Linked DNA regions of Mus musculus: region 1 is linked to region 2. The links are chromatin contacts, called in public HiChIP or PLAC-seq maps. All regions are on one chromosome and are shown on one strand. The core of a region is the stretch at or near the end of the contact, and the rest is flanking DNA. Distances in the headings are between cores, read along the strand shown.

The links. HiChIP or PLAC-seq counts read pairs in DNA pulled down with a chosen protein or histone mark.
Region 1: an H3K27ac HiChIP or PLAC-seq map of embryonic stem cells shows a contact between it and region 2, with 10 read pairs. The contact joins the enhancer-like site here to the promoter of Prorsd1 in region 2. A contact is called at or near these places in 6 of 39 promoter capture datasets (the C10 cell line, cranial neural crest, embryonic stem cells and 2 more), 2 of 484 Hi-C or Micro-C datasets (Sertoli cells and embryonic stem cells), 8 of 115 datasets of contacts at active chromatin or transcription factors (the 230-238 cell line, bone marrow-derived macrophages, embryonic stem cells and 2 more) and 4 of 9 other capture datasets (adipose tissue, liver, macrophages and 1 more).

Annotation. Positions count from the first base shown.
Region 1 is chr11:29,712,405-29,716,962 of GRCm38.p6, forward strand. All of the region lies in intron 3 of Rtn4 (reticulon 4), which reads left to right. Among named protein-coding and RNA genes, the nearest start is that of Rtn4, 22 kb to the left of the region's middle. Within about 2 kb of position 2,542, at least 8 of the 459 cell types and tissues checked have an H3K27ac peak or open chromatin away from gene starts, as enhancers often do. A contact at or near this core is called in embryonic stem cells, where this site is marked.
Region 2 is chr11:29,513,056-29,517,835 of GRCm38.p6, forward strand. Prorsd1 (prolyl-tRNA synthetase domain containing 1) reads right to left here and starts at 1,978. Exons shown (of 2, transcript NM_026465.3): 1 at 1,862-1,978; 2 at 1-621. The coding sequence starts at 1,945. The coding sequence ends at 196.

The DNA.
Region 1 (4,558 bases), core at 1,292-3,791, 200 kb after region 2:
TAAGGAAACAATATCTTCAAGAAAATCATTTAGCTCAACCTTTTCCTCCCTTGTATGTATGTAGAGATAGAGACAGCATATGTGTGTGCCCCTGAGGTTGATGTTGGGAATCATCTGCAACCACTTTCTACCTTACATTGAAGCAGGTCTCACATATGGCTAGCCAGTCTGTTCTAGGGACCCTATCTCTGCTTCCCATATGCTGGGATTACAGGTGGGTCACTGTGCCCATCTGGCTTTTTGTGGTTCTAAGATGGCAGACTGATGCTTGTTTGTGTGGAAGGTGTTTAACTTCTGAGCCATATTTATATATTTAGGGTACTGTGTGATAATTTGATAACTTTCCAGTGATCAAGTTAGCATTCCCATGTCGTTTTTTTTTTTTGTTTGTTTTTGTTTTTTGTTTTTTTTAAGACAGTTTCTCTGTGTAGCTCTGGCTGTCCTGGAACTTGCTCTGTAGATCAAGCTATCCTCAAATTTTCAGAAATCCACCTTCCTCAGACTCATGAGTGCTGGGTTGCACCACCACTGCCCAGCTTGTCAGTAATTTTTAAACTTAGCATTAGCTGCTATGTCCATTCTCACTAGAGGAATAGAACATAATTTGCATTTAACAAATGTGTGTAAGCCTTTAATCCTAGCACTTGGAAGTCAGAGGCAGGCAGATTCTCTGAGTTTGAGGCTAGACTGGGCTATTGTAAGTTCCAGGACAGCCAAGGCTACACAGAGAAACCCTGTCTTGGAGAAAAAAAAAAAAAAAAAAAAACAACAACAAAACAACATAACAAGTGTGTATATTCCATAAAATTCACAGGAAGTGTTTGTATAATTTGGATGACATGAATTCTAGTCTTTCTCACATCTAGATAGATGTTGACTTCCTTTACTGTAAAAGGAATGAAGTTAGATTAGATTTTTCTGCTTGATATTTTTCTTAATTACAATAAACATCTATTAAAAGCAGGTACTTATAATTGCTTTGGCTTGGTTGTTTGAAGTACTATCCTGTATTTCTTTTCTTTGAGAGTGGGGGAGACAAAAATCTTTGTTCTCATGTAACTTTGGCATGCACACACACACACAACACATGGTTTTGTTCAAGTAGCTTACAGGCTGTGGTCCAGGTAGTCCAACAATGGTTATCTCTTGAAAGAAAGGCCAAGGATCTGGTTATAAAACTGAAAGTCTTAGCCATCTCAATCTTTTGCAGCGTTCAGGTAATTCCTTCAGAGGTCTTGAGTCTATGTTGGAACCTCACAGAAGTACATTCTAATACCACCAGGGGTATTAGTGCCTTAGTAACGGGATAGATGAACTTGCCAGAGAGACTGAGGTTAAGGAAGCAAAAAGCAAAAGCTTTTTATGCAGGCTGGCCCAGATTTAGGGTGAATCTTTTTCCACCTTCAGATAATCCAGGTTTAAGGTGGGTCTTCCCATCTCAAATGATCAAATCAAGAAAATCCTCCACAGGTGTGCCCAACTACTTGGGTTTCTTCAGATTTATTTTATGTGTATGAGTGTTTGCTTGTATTGCTTCTATATATGCATCACATGAGTTCCTGGTGCCAGGGAGGTCAGGGTGTATTGACTCTCCTGGAGCTGGAGTTAAAGATGGTTGTGAGCTATCAAGTTGGTAGAGGTTTTTAACTTTCTTTTTGGTTTTTCGAGACAGGGCTGTATAGCCTGTATAGCCCTGGCTGTCCTGGAACTCACTTTGTAGACCAGGCTGGCCTGGAACTCAGAGATCCGCCTGCCTCTGCCTCCCAATTGCTGGGATTATAGGAGAGCGCCACCACGCCCAGCGGTTTTTAACTTTCTTTGTTAGGTTTATTCTAAGGGTTTTAGAATTTGAAACAGGTTCTCTCTGTGCAGCGGGGTGGGGAACCTGGAACCCTCCCTATGTAAATCAGATTGGCCATGAGTTTAATTCTTCCCGCCTCTATACCCTGAGTGCAAGATTAAATGCTCTTCACCACATTGTTTCTTGTTCAGTGTGCCCTTTGATGGTATGTAGACAGTCTACTGTATCTTTAATGCTAACTTTGAATCCTAACCATTTTGTAGAAGGTGTTTATCAGATTATCAGCCTTCTTGTGGAGTCTCGAGGGTCTCTGATGTATAGAATTGTAACACTTGAAAATAGGATTTTTTTTCTTAACTACTTCCTTTCTTATTTAAATGCCTTTTATTACCTTCCTGTGTGTTACTACCAAAGCCAGGATTTCAAGCATTTATTGGTCATTTGTGCTTTAGTTTTTATGAATTGCTTGTTTAACCTTTGTTCATTTTTCGATTTTGATGCTCTATGATCTTGTTTTTATGTGCAGGGTGCAAAGTCTTCTCTCTCTAAGATTTTTATGCACACATCAGTGGACAGTTTGACTTTTACAAAGGAAGCCGCTTTCTTTTTACTACTCTTAATTTTATTCTTACTTAGTTCCAATTTATTTATAATTGTCGCAGTTATTTTTATTCCCATCATATTCTGATCTAGCCTCCTGGTGCCAGGCAACCATTCAACTGTTGGATGATTGAGAATAGCTTTTGCTAGTTTCCCAGTGGTTGGTTAGGCAATCAAATGCAGATTTGGGTGTTGGTGCCATCTAGTGTGGGTAATGGTAAAACCATTTCTATGGAATATTTGATAAGTAACCATACTGAATAAATGTGGCTGGTCACAAAATTTCACACTTGTTATAAAACAAATTTATAAACTATTTTGAATTTTGACATTTTGTACAGAATTAAATACTTGAGCTATGCTATAAGCATTCTGAAATGACCCTGAAGATGTGTTTCTGTTAAGGTAAAAGGCCTAATGACTTAATTTTTAAATTGTAAGTTTAGAAATACTTTGGGTCTTTAACTCACTCACTCTCTCTCTCTCTCTCTCTCTCTCTCACATGCTTGTGCATTCGAGGTCATTGCATTCAAGGTCTCATATTTGATGAGGCATGTCAGTTTGACTTCACAAAGGAAAGCCTGTTTCATTTTTTAGTACTCTTTTATTTTTACTTTTAGTTCTGATTTATTTATAATTGTCTGGATTCTTGCAGAGTTATTTTTATTCCCATCATATTCTGATTTAACCTCCTGGTGCAAGAGAAACATTTTCAGTTTCTCTGGATTTTAATATTCATATATTGAAATTGCTATGTGATGTTGTTAAAAGAGTTTGAAAATGCTCAATTTTTTGTCATTTTGAATGTTATTTTTTAGATTTCAAATCCTATTCCATTTTTGAATATTGAGTTCACCATTGTTGAAGTACTGACTTTTAGTCCATAGAGGGCATTAGATTACAGCATATGGTAGGGTTTATGGTTGTTAATGTCTCTCAGCAGTAAAACATCTAGTTTTGTACCTCTGTGTGCTTAGAATTCTAAAATTAGTTTCAAGACTGCTGTGTAACTGTCACTGTTTCATATTAATAAAAGATTCGGGCTCTCCATTATTAATAGACGTCTAAATCGTAGCTTCCCAAAACAATATACAAGCAAAGTAAATGGCTGCTCTCTTCTCTTTTCTCTTTTCCTTCCTTTTCCTTTTCCTTTTTTTCTTTTCAATCTTTAAAGGCACAGGGAAATTTAAAAGGAAGGAAGGAAGGAAGGAAGGAAGGAAGGAAGGAAGGAAGGAAAAGGAAAGGGGAAGAAGGGGAAGAAGAGAAAGGGGAAGAAGGAGAGGAAGGGGAAGAAGGGGAAGGGAAAAGCAAAACAAACCAAAAATTTTGCTGGCATTAAAAGTAAAAGAAGTGGAAGGAGTTTGAGAGAGCAGGATGAGGTGAACACCAGGTGGGCTTACTAACTAGGTTGTTTTGTTTCTTTTTTGAAACAAACATAACTATATAATGTTAGCTGGCCTTGAACTCAGAGAATGCTACCTGACTGCTTTCCCAATGCTGGTTTAAAGGTCTGTACCATTCTGGGCTTTCACATCTGCTTTGAGACAGTTCTCTTGTGCTTAAAATCCTTCCAAATAGATACAAACTTTAAAAAAAAAAAAAATGCTCCCCAGGCAGTGGTGGCGCATGCCTGATTCCAGCACTTGGGAGGCAGAGGTAGGTGGATTTCTGAATTCGAGGTCAGCCTGGTTTACAGAGTTGAGTTCCAGGACAACCAGGGCTACACAGAAACCCTGTCTTGAAAAAACAAAACAAAACAACCCCAAAACTCACACATGCTACTTTATCAGAGATTTTTTTTATTAGCAACTTATTTAATTATATTTTTTCTTAGTTAACCATGCATTGTAAAAAAAAAAAAGTGTTTTGACTAAGGTAAGAGAGACATTGAAAGTAGGTAATTTTAGATCATCGTACTCTTTAGAAGTGAGTTGGAGACCTTGCAGGTCTTTGGTTTTATTTTTTTAGCATTATATTTACAAGTTTGATCTGTGACTCTTCCTTTGGCATTCTGTAAGGAGAAAATAGAATACTACACCAGATATTCAAAGCATCACGTTGCCAGTTGGTTTGCATGTGTATTATTTGAGGACTATTCTTGAGAGAATTTTATTCTTTAAAGGTTGGTATTTAAATTCATTTAGATGAAGTTTAATG
Region 2 (4,780 bases), core at 728-3,227:
AGATTTATTTATTTATTTATTTATTGTATAGGAGTATACTGTAGCTATCTTCAGACACACCAGAAGAGGGCATCAGATCCGTTACAGATGGTTGTGAGCCACCATGTGGTTGCTGGGAATTGAACTCAGGATCTCTGCAAGTGCAGTCAGTGCTCTTAACCGCTGAGCCATCTCTCCAGCCCTCCCAATCATTTTTTAATCAAAGTTTAGAATTATGGGATCATGTCCTGTAGCCTTCACAAATATGAGAAAGTCTTCAGGACTTAACCCCATTGTTGCAGCATTAGTCATTGGGTGAAAGTACACTTTCTCATGTCCACCTTCCAGAAAAGCTGAATCCAAGACAAATTTAACATCTCCATCATCGCAGAAGAGTGACAAAGGTGTGGCACAGCCTTGACCAACTTTCAGTTTTTCTAGCATGGCTGTTTCATCAGCAAACCGAAGATTTCCACTCCCAACTCCTAACTGCTTGCCAAGATCATTTAAATTGATTTGTCTATCATGAAGAACTGTGACTAACCAATAGTTTTTCTTCTTTTTGTCTTTAAGAAATAAGTTCTTACTATGTGCTCCTTTCAGATGTTGAATATGAGGCATCATTTCTTCAATTGTAAACACCTGCAAAATATGCAAAAGAAAAAACACTGTAAATTGCACACATACATATCCACGGTTGTACATATTTTTCATGGTGGATGCTCTGAATTTAACTGGTATTCGTTATAAATGTTTTGATAGGGGTTGGGCCTTTTGGTGCTGAGGATAGGACCCAGAGTGCTATGCTTGCTAGGCAGGCACAATATCTCTGAACTAAAAACCTCAGCCTCCAAATACTTTAAAGGCCTGGTACCTGGAGTACTGGTACTTAGAGCTGAGGCCGAGATCAAGAATTCAAGAGTGCAGCAAAATCCTGGTTGGGGTTCAGGGGGAGCCTTAATCATCACAGTTGCAGACCTCAAGACCTCAGTTTTTGTTGGGCCAGTTTTCTATCCCAGTGGCTAACAAAGCCATCAGGTGCCTGAGACGCTTATAACTTTTGAACTTTGGCGTAAAATTTGATGACAGTCCTTAATATTTATCTCCAGAGTCCCAGACATTCACTACAAGGGCATCGATGAAGAACATAAGACCCCAGGTTAGTACATAAAGAACATTTTTTTAATGTTACAAGTACCAGTACTCCAGGGCCTTAAAGTATTTGGAGGCTGGGAATGTACACAGAATGTGACCTTTGTAAAAATGGGAAATAGTAAATATTAAGACAGGTGTTTTCTATCATAAAATGTGTCGTGCAAGCCTTACCAACCCTCATAATAGTTTCCACAAAAATTGTACATCTCCAGTGTAGGTCATGTTAAAATTAAGGTACGTACTTTTGTTTGTGGCACAAGCGGGAGCGGGCCAAAAGAGGAACTGTAGTTTTAAACAGCTCTCAGTGTGAGTGCTGAAATAAATTCGTGTCATCTGCAAGAGAAGTACGTGCTCTTAACCGCGAAAACAATTCTCCAGACTCAGGGGTTATATACTTTTTGTAATTATTTGGGAAATGATCCTTGCCGTGCTGCAGTGGTAACGACTGTCCAAAGAAGTAAAAAACCAAGCCACCTCAATGGCCTGCTGTGCCTTTGGTACCAGATACAGCCTAGGCGATTCTATAGGGTTGCCACTTATGTAGTGCCTTGTTCCTTAGTTATCTACATAACGTATCAGCTATCCAACCGGCTTTTAAGTCACGTCAGTCATCCCAGGACAAGTTTCCTCACGGTTGCCGCAGTTTTAAATAAACTTATAAGCCTCTGCTTGGACCCAATAAACACTCGCCCGAAGACCCTCTGCCTTCCTGGGGCCGCAGTCTCACCTCGGGATGCTCCACGACCTCCGTGCGAATGGCGAGGGCGCCGAGCCTCTGTTCTAACTCAGCCCGCAGCTCCGAGCCTGCCATTTTCCCCTCTACGTGGGCAGGCTTACCGGAAGTGCCACGGCTTCGGGGGCGTGGTGATGGCTGCTTGCTCCGCCCTGGCATGGCTCTGTGGCCTGACCCATCTTTGGGCCGCCGAGAGCGCTTAGCCACACCCCCAACCACCTGAGCCTCCAGTGCCGGGGTCGGAAAGCTCCGGGTTCCATTGCTCGGCCGCGGCAATGTGGCTTCATGCCTCAACAACTGTAGCTTGTGACTTCCGTCTTTCCGTTCTTTTAAATTTTATGTGTTATGGGCGTTAGTTACCGGCTTGCATGGTTGTGCACCACGTGTGAGCAGTGCCTGAGGAGGCTGAAAGAAGGTGTTCAATTTACTAGAACTGGAGTGATGGTGAGTCATGTAGGTGCTAGGAACCGAACTCGGTCCTCTGGAAGACCAGCCATCACTCCCGCATATTATGATATTAGAAAACGGTACTGCGGGTGTGGTGGCGCACTCCTTTAACCCAGCACTTGGGAGGCAGAGGCAGGCGGATTTCTGAGTTCGAGGCCAGCCTGGTCTACAGAGTGAGTTCCAGGACAGCAAGGGCTATACAGAGAAACCCTGTCTCGAAAAAAAAGAAAAAAGAAAAGAAAGGAAGAAAACAGTACTGCGACGAATTACAGTGGTCGTTATGATACTTATGGCCTGGAATTTGCAACCATGGTGGGACCACTTACTTTGAATAAGGTTCAAATTCCACATTAGTATTTCACTTAAACTTTGAAATTAAGGCTCACATGCAACATGAAACACTGATACACTCAGAGATGTTTAATATAAATTAATTGTATTTATTTGGGAGTGAAGATCTGAAAAAGAACCCCTCTTAAGACACAGATGGTATGCTTTTTCTCTCCCTCGGTGACACAAATAGAGCCAGATTAGAACATATTACATGTAGATAAAGGCAGGTTTACTAGGAGGCAGCTTTTGGGCGGGCTCATCAATCTCACATGTGGAAGTCAGTGAAGTCACTCATCTGGTCTTAAGAGGGTTTCACAGAGTTTTGGCAAGGAATGATGCCGTGCTAGCTAGGAGCTGGGATAGTGTCCATACATGGTCAAAAACTGAGCCCCTAAGCAGACACTCTTGGGTGAGTTACCATAAACACACCACATTAGCCAGGAGCTTTCTCTGCCTGTGCAGTAGAAGAAGGAGGGCAGACTGGAAAACAGGGATTTGTTCCAGCCTATGATTTACTCAGTATTGGAAGAAACTACAAAAGAGTAAGTCAGAGTTGTGTTTACAGTTTCACTCTGAACTCAGGATTTCAAAATTTTAAAACTTTTTAGTTTAACCTTTTTTTAAAAATGATTTATTGCCCGGCGGTGGTGGCGTATGCCTTTAATCCCAGCACTTGGGAGGCAGAGGCAGGTGGATTTCTGAGTTCAAGGCCAGCCTGGTCTACAAAGTGAGTTCCAGGACAGCCAGAGCTACACAGAGAAACCCTGTCTCGAAAACAAACAAACATTTTTTTATGTGCATTGGTTTTCTGCCTGCATGTCTGTGCAAGGGTTCCAGATCCTCTGGAACTGGAGTTACAGACACTTGTGAACTGCCCTGTGGGTGCTGGGAATTGAACCCAGGTCCTCTAGAAGAAAATCCAGTGCTCTTAACCACTGAGCCATCTCTCCAGCCCCCTTAACCTTTTTGTTGTTGTTGTTGTTGTTTAATCTTTTTGCCTGTGTGTGTTTGTACCACCTTTGGAGACCAAAAGAGGGTAGGATCCCCTAGAACTGGAATTAAATATGGTCATGAACTACTACCATATGGGTGCAAACCCAGGTCCTCTGGAAGATCAAACAGTGCTCTTAAACATAGAGCCATCTCTCCAGCCCCTTTAAAATCTCTTTTATTTTAAACTCTTTTTTTTTTTTTTTTTGGATATTTTCTTTATTTACATTTCAAATGTTATCCCCTTTCCCGGTTCCCCCACCCACCTCCTATCCTATCCCCCACCCCCTGCTTCTATAAGGGTGTTGCCCCACCCACTCCCACCTCCCCACCCTGGCATTCCCCTATACTAGGGCATCGAGCCTTCACAGGACCAAGGGCCTCTCCCATTGATGCCCAACAAGGCCATCCTCTGCTACATGTGCAGCTGGAGCCATGGGTCCCTCCATGTGTACTCTGGTTGGTGGTCTAGAATCAGCACTGTGATTTTCTTTCTATTCTTTTTTATTGTTTCAGCAATGAATGGTCTTGTGGGCCACAGACTGGTATCTAGCTCATCTTGAACACTGCCACCATCGTGACCACAGGAGCCCTCCCTATTTCTGCATTCATTTTTTCATTGTTTTGAATGTCAACGTGTTCATTAAACAATTGAAGCCTCATACAGAGACAATTTTGTATCCTGTTTTTTTTTAACTGATGAACATTTTCCTATTGCTAACCTATTTCCTACTTTAATAAATATTTTATGTAGCTGGATAATAATCATTTGTTTATTGGTTGCAGAGAATGGAACCAGTAGTCTCAAGCATTTTACCAACTGAGTTCCCCACCCTCAATCACAATTTTTAGCCACTTCCATATTGGAATACCAATCTTCATATTCTAAATAGTTTATGAAAATAACTACTCTAAATTTATCAGCAATGAGTAAATTAACCTAGTGCCCACCAACACTTCTCTCTGTATGTGTGTGAAGGCAACTTGTGGGAATCTGTTCTTCCTTTTAACTGATGAGGTTCCAGAATCAAGCTCAGAGCACAAGGCTTGACTGCAAGTGCCTTTACCCACTGAGCCATCTTGCTTACCCAAACTTTAATTACATTCTTGACAGGATTTTTAGGAGACAACTTTTGGTCAAAT